Linked DNA regions of Ovis aries: region 2 is linked to region 1. Evidence: chromatin contacts called from public Hi-C data. All regions are on one chromosome and are shown on one strand. Each heading gives the region's core, a stretch centred on a gene start, on an enhancer-like site or on the middle of the called end of the contact. The rest is flanking DNA. Distances are from core to core; before and after follow the strand shown. Region 1 holds the start of BLOC1S4 (biogenesis of lysosomal organelles complex 1 subunit 4). Region 2 holds the start of LOC121819851 (keratin-associated protein 16-1-like).

Region 1 (3,942 bases), core at 325-2,824:
ATTTAAATATTCATTTTGAGGAGAAATATCTAAAGCTGTGAACTTTATCCCACTCCTAAAATTACATACACAACATGTCTATCTTCGAACAAACAAAAAGCAAACACGTAAAGTCCTTTTCAGACAGCTTTTCCAATAAAATTTACACTTTTTATTAATTTTAAAATTACAAATCAAACGTTGGTAATCATATATAGCCATGTTAGCTTTGGACAAATTAAGACTGTAGTTATACTTTCAAATACAACTTCAGAATGAGTCGCAATAAAAACATTTTCTCAAAAATTGTATGATTTCCTTTGGTTTACAATCCATCATATGGAAAGTTTAATATAATTTAAAATAATTTACCATCTACCCTAACGCATGCTATAGAAATCTGAATCACTATCAGCACTTTATTGATTGGGAGATGTGTGCAGAAATTAACAGCTGTGGCCGTTGATTTGTTCTTTAAGAGAATATCGAACTGCCTCCAGGCAATAGTTTGGGTAACAAAAGACGTATGAATACGTCTCTGGTCAATAAGTTGTTAGGCTCCAATTAACAAGGCTTTAAGGGCTCAGTAGTTTTCCTAAGAGTATTGCAAATATACAAATGTTGAAAAGGTAATACTGTTAGTTGAGCTGTAAAATGCCTAAAAATAACAGTTCTGCCACAGTGTGCAGGTAAGTTCATACATTTTGCTTCCAGGATTCCCCTACCAAGCAGCTTTCGTGTTTCAAGTTTGAACTGGAAGACATAGAAAACCATACATTCCACTGAAATGATGAGGAGAGTGAGCAATCAAGTGTGCAAAACCCAAACTTTACAATTCCGTACGCCAACATCAGAGGTGTCCGGTAACAGGAATTTCAACTGATCTGATTAACAGTCGAGATAATTTCAGACCTGTCTTCTTGCAGCGCTGTCCGGCAGACTCAGACCTGCGGTCTTTCGCTACAACAGGGAAAGTGGTCTTCCGTCCGAAAGACGACGGGGGGTTCGTAGCCGGTCAGCTGGGACCTGCCGGGGGGCGCCTTGTGGAAAAAGGAGGGCACGTTAATCGTGTGCAGCAATTTCCTGAACGTACTGGGGAACGTCCCCAGCTCGGCCTCAGCCCTGGCGACCTGCTCCTCCAGCCTGGCCACACTGGCGCTGACCATGCCCACGAAGGCCTCCAGCCGGTCGATCTTGCTGTAGACTCGCCGCATCTCGGTGGCTTTGGCGTAAATGAGAGGCACGCCCTCGCCGACTACGTGCGAGGAGTCGCCGCGCAGCATGTCCAGCATGCCCACAAACTCGTCCACCCTGGTGAGCAGGTCCTCCAAGCTCGCGTCCAGCGCCTCGATCTCTGGCCGCGCCCCCGCGCCGGGCAGCAGGCAGGAGGCGTAGCCCTCGGCGGCGCGGCGCAGCAGCGGCGGGTCCCGGCTCGGCGCGCCCGACTCCGGGCCCTCGTCCTCCCACGGCCCCGAGGCGCTGCTGTGGCTCTGCGACACATTTCCGCTGTCCCCGCTCCAGGCCGCCACCTGAGCCTCGGCTTCCTCGGCCGGCTCCTCACCAACCGGCCCGCAACTCGGTGGGAAATCCTCCATAGCCCGCAACCGCCGGGCTAGACAGCCCCACTTCCGGGCTTGGCGCGCGCTTGCACCTGCGCACGCGCGGCACTACTTCCGGCCCCTGTGCGAGCACGTACCCGCACGTACACACGCCCTCTCTAGGGGACCGCCCCCACTCGCCCGCGCATGCGCACTCATCTCTGCTTCCAGCCGTTGGACGCGGGTGCACGGGCACTGCGGTCTCTGCGCGCAGGTGCTCAGGCTCAGAAATCTTAAAAACACACACACACACACACACACACAACAAAAGAGTATGGGTAGAGCATCAGTTAGCATCACTCCCTTTTGGCCTCTAATTAAAAAAGATTTTTTAAACCTCTAAAAATTTTGGGGAAACAGTGGAAACAGTGTCAGACTTTATTTTTTGGGCTCCAAAATCACTGCAGATGGTGATTGCAGCCATGAAATTAAAAGACGCTTACTCCTTGGAATGAAAGTTATGACCAACCTAGATAGCATATCCAAAAGCAGAGACGTTGCTTTGCTGACTAAGGTCCATCTAGTCAAGGCTATGGTTTTTCCTGTGGTCAGGTATGGATGTGAGAGTTGGACTGTGAAGAAAGCTGAGCTCCGAAGAATGGATGCTTTTGAACTGTGGTGTTGGAGAAGACTCCTGAGAGTCCCTTGGATTGCAAGGAGATTCAACCAGTCCATTCTGAAGGTGATCAGCCCTGGGATTTCTTTGGAAGGAATGATGCTAAAGCTGAAACTCCAGTACTTTGGCCATCTCATGTGAAGAGTTGACTCATTGGAAAAGACTCTGATGCTGGGAAGGATTGGGGGCAGGAGGAGAAGGGGACGACGTAGGATGAGATGGCTGGATGGCATCACTGACTCGGTGGACGAGAGTCTGAGTGAACTCCGGGAGATGGTGATGGACAGGGAGGGCTGGTGTGCTGGGATTCATGAGGTTACAGAGTCGGACACGACTGAGCGACTGAACTGAACTGATAGCCAAGTAACCTCCATCCAGGTCAAGATTTGGAACATGTCCAGGAACCATGATAGTCTTCCCCCTCATTTACCTAGCTTCTTGCTGTTTATAGTTAAATGAAAGAGAAGTCAGATAAGCAAAATGAAGGTCTGTTAAACCTTGACTTTTATCTTTTTGGCTGTGAGACTTGAGGGATTGTAGTTCCCTGACCAGGGATTGAATTGATGCCTCCTGCAATGGAATGGCAGAGTCCTAATCACTGGACTGCCAGGAAAGTCCAAACTTTGCTATTTTTGTGACTTTGAAAATTCTCAGCATTTCCAAATGGCAAAAGAAAAGTGAAAGTCGATGTCGGATGGTTTGACACCCCATGGACTACACAGTCCATGGAGTTCTCCAGGCCAGAATACTGGAGTGGGTAGTCTTTCCCTTCTCCAGGGGATCTGCCCAACCCAGGGATCAAACCCAGGTCTCCCGCATTGCAGGTGAATTCTTTACCAGCTGAGCTATCAGGGAAGCCAGAATAAGCAGAATTAAGAATGGTTTTATAGCAAAGATCACATCCAGGGTGATCTTGGGTGGCCTCAGCCTGCAACGTCTTGAATCAGGACTTGGATGAGAGCCTCAGATCCTGGCCACTAGACCAGGTGTCAGGGACAAGGGCCCTGGCCCTTCGGCTTTGCAAAGAATTCACACAAAGATGGAAAGTAGTGAAACAAGTATTTATGAGGATGAAAAAGAGTGTACGTGTGGATAGACAGGAGTGGACTCAGAGAGTCGCTGAGTCGAGACCTCATGGCAGTTTGAATTACTTTTATGGGGCATTTCCTCTGGGTTTCCTTTGGGCAGTCATTTTGATTTGCCTGGTTCACAGTCCATATTTGGTATATCTCAGGATCCTTCCATGTGTGCACATGCATCTCTTAGCCAAGATGTATTCCCCCGAAGAGCCGTATGGGTACAGCCTCAGTTAGCATCACTCCCTTTTGGCCTCCGAGGAGCCTTTCTGCACGTGTGTGGCTGAAGAGGTCTCCTGGCTTTGGGAATGAGAGCTATGTGGTTTAGATAGGGCCCAGCCTTCTCCCGTCTCACCCCTTCTCATGCTATTCTTGTCTTGGAGTTCCGATCCACATGGACTGAGTCTACAGTCGCTTTACTCTGGGGGGACCATCTACTTCCTGCCTCAAGGAAAAAAAAATAGGGAGTTGAGACTGTAAAATCCCTCTTAATTGATAGTTAACCAAAGAAATAAATGGAAAATTTTATTCAAGCCAACCCAAGGATTATATTATAACCTGGGAGACAGTCTTTCAGAAAGCTCTGAGGATTGTTCCACTAGTAAGAGATAAAAGCACAATTATTTAGTTTTGAGACAAAGGATTATACACCAAAGTAACGTATTTACAGTTT
Region 2 (4,114 bases), core at 1,077-3,576, 330 kb before region 1:
AGTGACAGCAGAACCATCACGACTGCCACAGCCATCCAATGTCTGTTTCAAGACACAGAAGCCATCACTGTTGATAGCCATGCTGTACTGTGAGCTCTTTACAGCAGAGTTCCCATCTGATTCCCTTGAGTCCTAAGAAGAGATAGGAAATGAGTATTTGCACCTCTTTTAATCCTCAAAATAAATTATATAGTCCGAGTTTTACAGGTGAGCGGATCAATGCTGAGAGCAATTACACGATGCTGCACAAGGTCACAGCCAATGAGAAACATGTTTTAATTTTATTAGCATATAGCTTTTTGTTTTCTATTGGAGTATAACTGCTTCATAATGCTGTTAGTTTCTGCTGTGCAACAAAGCGAACCAGCAGAGTGTACTGATTCACAATGCTGTGTTAGTTTCAGGTAAACAGCAAAGTGATTCAGTTAAATATACACATATATTCACTTTTTGAGACTGCTTTCCCATATAGGTGATAACGAATATTGAGTAGAGATCCCTGTGCTACACTGTGGGTCCTTGCTGGTTATCTATTTTACATACAGCAGTGTGTGTTAGTTCCAAGCTCCTAATTTATCCTAATTTATCATGAGAAGAGTTGACTCATTGGAAAAGACTCTGATGCTGGGAGGGATTGGGGGCAGAAGGGGACGACCGACGATGAGATGGCTGGATGGCATCACGGACTCGATGGACGGGAGTCTGAGTGAACTCCGTCCAGGAGATGGTGATGAACAGGGAGCCCTGGTGTGCTGCGATTCATGGGATCGCAGAGTCAGACACGACTGAGCGACTGAACTGAACTGAACTGAATTTATCCTTTCCCCATGATGTGTTTTTAACTTTACTATAGAAAACTTCACAGAGAAGAAAATGGTCATAACTCCCACACTTTATCATCCAGCTACCAAAATTATCAACATTTTGCCGTTTCTTCCATCCTCGTTTTTGTTTTTGTTTTTTAGCCTGCATAACCATAAAGCAAATTCCAAATTCTGCGGCAATTTAAATACTTCCATTGGCATCGCCGAACAACTACGTTATTTTAATCTAAACATTAGGCCACCTCTCCCTAACAAAAATATCAATAACTCCTGTCATCTAACAGTTTATATTTGACTTTCCCCTTTATCTTACAAATATCTTTTTTCACAGTTGGTTTGTTCGATCATGATTCAAATAAAGGTCCACACAGTCCATCTTTTATGTGCTCTAATTCTCAAACAGTCTTACTTCCTTTTTCCCTCTAGACCCCTAACTGGGGTCATTTGCCCAGCAGAACGTCTTACGTTCTGGATTTGACTTTTTGCCTCCTTCTGCGAGTGGCCCAGGGCCTGACATTCAACGTGATGAGTGCTCTCAATGGAAGCAAAGCAGAACAGAGGTTTGGTCCTCACAGATGGGACACGCAGGCAGCACTCCGTTGGGGACACCACGGGCTCTGCGATTCGGGCAGAGGGGACAGCAGCTGCGACACCCAGGTACAAGGAGCACCTGGGCTCCTTCGCGGCACGAGACACAGTAGCACTGGCATTTGTTAAGAGTAACGAAAACATTCGGATTTTATGAGCTTTGGTTGTGTCCCCAGAAGTCGTCTTCGATGCTGTTCTTGGTATGCTTTGGTGTCTTACTCTGAGAAAATTGGGCTTCCCTTGTAGCTCAGTCGGTAAAGAATCTGCCTGCCGCGCAGGAGATCCCGGTTTGATCCCTGGGTAGGGAAGATTCCCTGGAAAAAGAGATGGCAACCCACTCCAGTATCCTTGTCTGGAGAATCTCATGGACACAGGAGCCTGATGAGCTGCAGTCCATGGGGTCGAAAAGAGCCGGGCACGACTGAGCGACTAACACACTGAGAAAACTGAAGGTGGAAGGCGTGCAAACGAAACACACCACCTAAGTCTCCTTGCCCAGGCCCGACGCCTCCGCGCTGGACCACACAGGCTTCCCGGGTTTTGCCTTAACAAAACCCACAGTACCGACGGAAGCCCCCTCCGGCCACCAGTCAGCCCTCCTGCGCTGCGAAGTCGCCGGCAGGACGGGCGGTGACCGCCTAACGCTGTTTTAACCGACTTTCCTGGAGCCCTGCGGTCGCCCGTCCACGAGCTTTCGTCCTTGACCTATTTGCCTTTAGCCTACACTGAGCACCCAGAGTCTGGCTCGGTCCCAGCAGCTCGGGCTGTGAGGGAGAAAAGGCAAAAGCCCTGGCGTCTGGCCACCTCCCAGAGCAAAGAGCGCCCCGAACCTCGAGGTGCACGTACAGGAAGGGAGGGCCTCACTGGAAACCGCGCTCGAGAGTCTCCTTGCCCCCTCAGTCCGCACTTCCGGTGCCCTCCCCATGCTCTCTCTCTATTGGTTCTTCCCTTGACCACGCCCCTCCACGGAGGAGTCTGTTTCCTTCACCTTTCACCTCAGCTTCACTTTCTGGGGCCTCTTAAGGCCTCAAACCCCGCCCACCGTCCAGGCCGGCAATTATTGGTGAATATGGCCTGTCCATCAGTGGAAAAACGGTGGTTGATTGGCTGAGGGGAAGCAATTGGGCGGGAGAAGCAAGAATAGAGTCTCGCGCATGCCCGGTGAGCGCACGCAGTGCCGGCAGCAGTCATGGCGGCTCGGTGTGTGCGGCTGGCGCGGCGCAGCCTCCCGGCTTTCGCGTTGTCTCTCAGGTAAGGGGCGCCGATGGCCAGGCTTAGGAGGGGCGCGCTGTCCCCGCTGGCTCAGACGCGAGCCCTGCCCGGCTCCGGCCTGGGCGTCGTGGGGGGTCTTCCAGACGCTGGGCGCGGGCTCCGCTGGTTTCTCCTGTGGGGCCTGCCCGGCCGCCTCTCTGTCCGTGCTGTCCGCGGGGCGGACGGGACGGCTCCCCGCGCGAGGCGTCGGTGGCGAGCGGGCTCCTTCCGCCCTGCCCGAGCTTCCTCCCCCTCCGCGTGCTGCGGAGTCCCCTACCTAACCCACCGTGGGGGAGAGCCGTTGACTTAGAGCAGTGACGCCGCGGCGGAGGTCACGAGGCCCTGCCCTCTCCTTGGCTTTTCTTTTCCTTTTTGTTTTTTGTTTTTTGTTTTTTTTTTTTTTTTGCGGTTTCTGTCGTTTCAAAGTCCGGCCTCCTAACTTAGTTTAGTCCGTGCTTAGCGGACAGATACTGAAGCTGAAACTCCCAGTAATTCGGCCATCTGATGCGAAGAACTGACTCGTTGGAAAAGACCCTGATGCTGGGAAAGATTGAAGGCGGGAAGAGAAGGGGAGGACAGAGGATGAGATGGTTGGATGGCATCACCGACTCAGTGGACATGAGTTTGAGTCAACTCCGGGAGTTGGAGATGGACAGGGAGGCCTGGCTTGCTGCAGCCCATGGGATCGCGGAGTCGGACATGACTGAGCGAGTGAACTGAACTAGCACCTTCCACGTTGGGGGGAGCTTCGGAGAACCAGGTTATCTGTTAAGAGAAGCTGCTCTGGGCCGAACATGGGAGTAGAAGCTGCGCGGAGAGGGAGCCGGACTTTGGCCTCAAGGAGCTTTATTTAGTGATGGTGAGACGGTAAACGGGTCGGTAAAAGGGGACGAGGACAGGGCGAGGGGATGAAGCTGCGATTCTAGCCTGATCCATTGTATAGACAGCGTGGGAACAAACCCGCCTGGGGAGTCTTGAGTGAGTACAGGCGGTTGGCTCAATTTGCGATTTTTGTAACTGGCATTGATTGCCTGGACGTGTGTGCGTGATCCGTCTTGTCCAACTCTTTGCGATCATTTGGATTGTAGCCAGCCAAGCTCCTGTGTCCTTGGGGATTTTCCAGACAGGAATACTGGAGTGGGTTGTTATGCCCTTCTCCAGGGGATATGCCTGACCCAGAGATTGAACCCGCTTCTCTTATGTCTCCTGCATTGGCAGCTGGGTTATTCACTACTGGCGCCACCTGGGAAATCCAGTTGATTGCCAAGACTGCGTGCATTTCTGCCTCTAGGAACAGGTTTTGTGTAAGGAGGCTCAAGTAGGGGAGAGGGCAAATTGAATTGTGTGTGGAGCTCTCAGAGCCTCCCTGCAAACCCAGACTGGCTGCTGCAGGAGGGGCTCTGCTGAGTGGAGCAGACGTGAAAGGCTGTGACTGTTTACACCCAGACGCC

The links. Hi-C and Micro-C count contacts between places; a contact is called where the count stands out from the background.
Region 2: a contact with region 1 is called in a Hi-C map of muscle, with 7 times the contacts expected there. The contact joins the promoter of LOC121819851 here to the promoter of BLOC1S4 in region 1. A contact is called at or near these places in 6 of 16 Hi-C or Micro-C datasets (blood, hypothalamus, liver and 2 more).

The regions. Positions count from the first base shown.
Region 1 is chr6:113,932,117-113,936,058 of ARS-UI_Ramb_v3.0, reverse strand. BLOC1S4 (biogenesis of lysosomal organelles complex 1 subunit 4) reads right to left here and starts at 1,574. Exons shown (of 1, transcript NM_001126362.1): 1 at 921-1,574. The coding sequence starts at 1,574. The coding sequence ends at 921.
Region 2 is chr6:114,264,396-114,268,509 of ARS-UI_Ramb_v3.0, reverse strand. LOC121819851 (keratin-associated protein 16-1-like) reads right to left here and starts at 2,326. Exons shown (of 2, transcript XM_042251672.2): 1 at 2,259-2,326; 2 at 1-132. GRPEL1 (GrpE like 1, mitochondrial) reads left to right here and starts at 2,582. Exons shown (of 4, transcript XM_004010013.5): 1 at 2,582-2,663. The coding sequence starts at 2,602.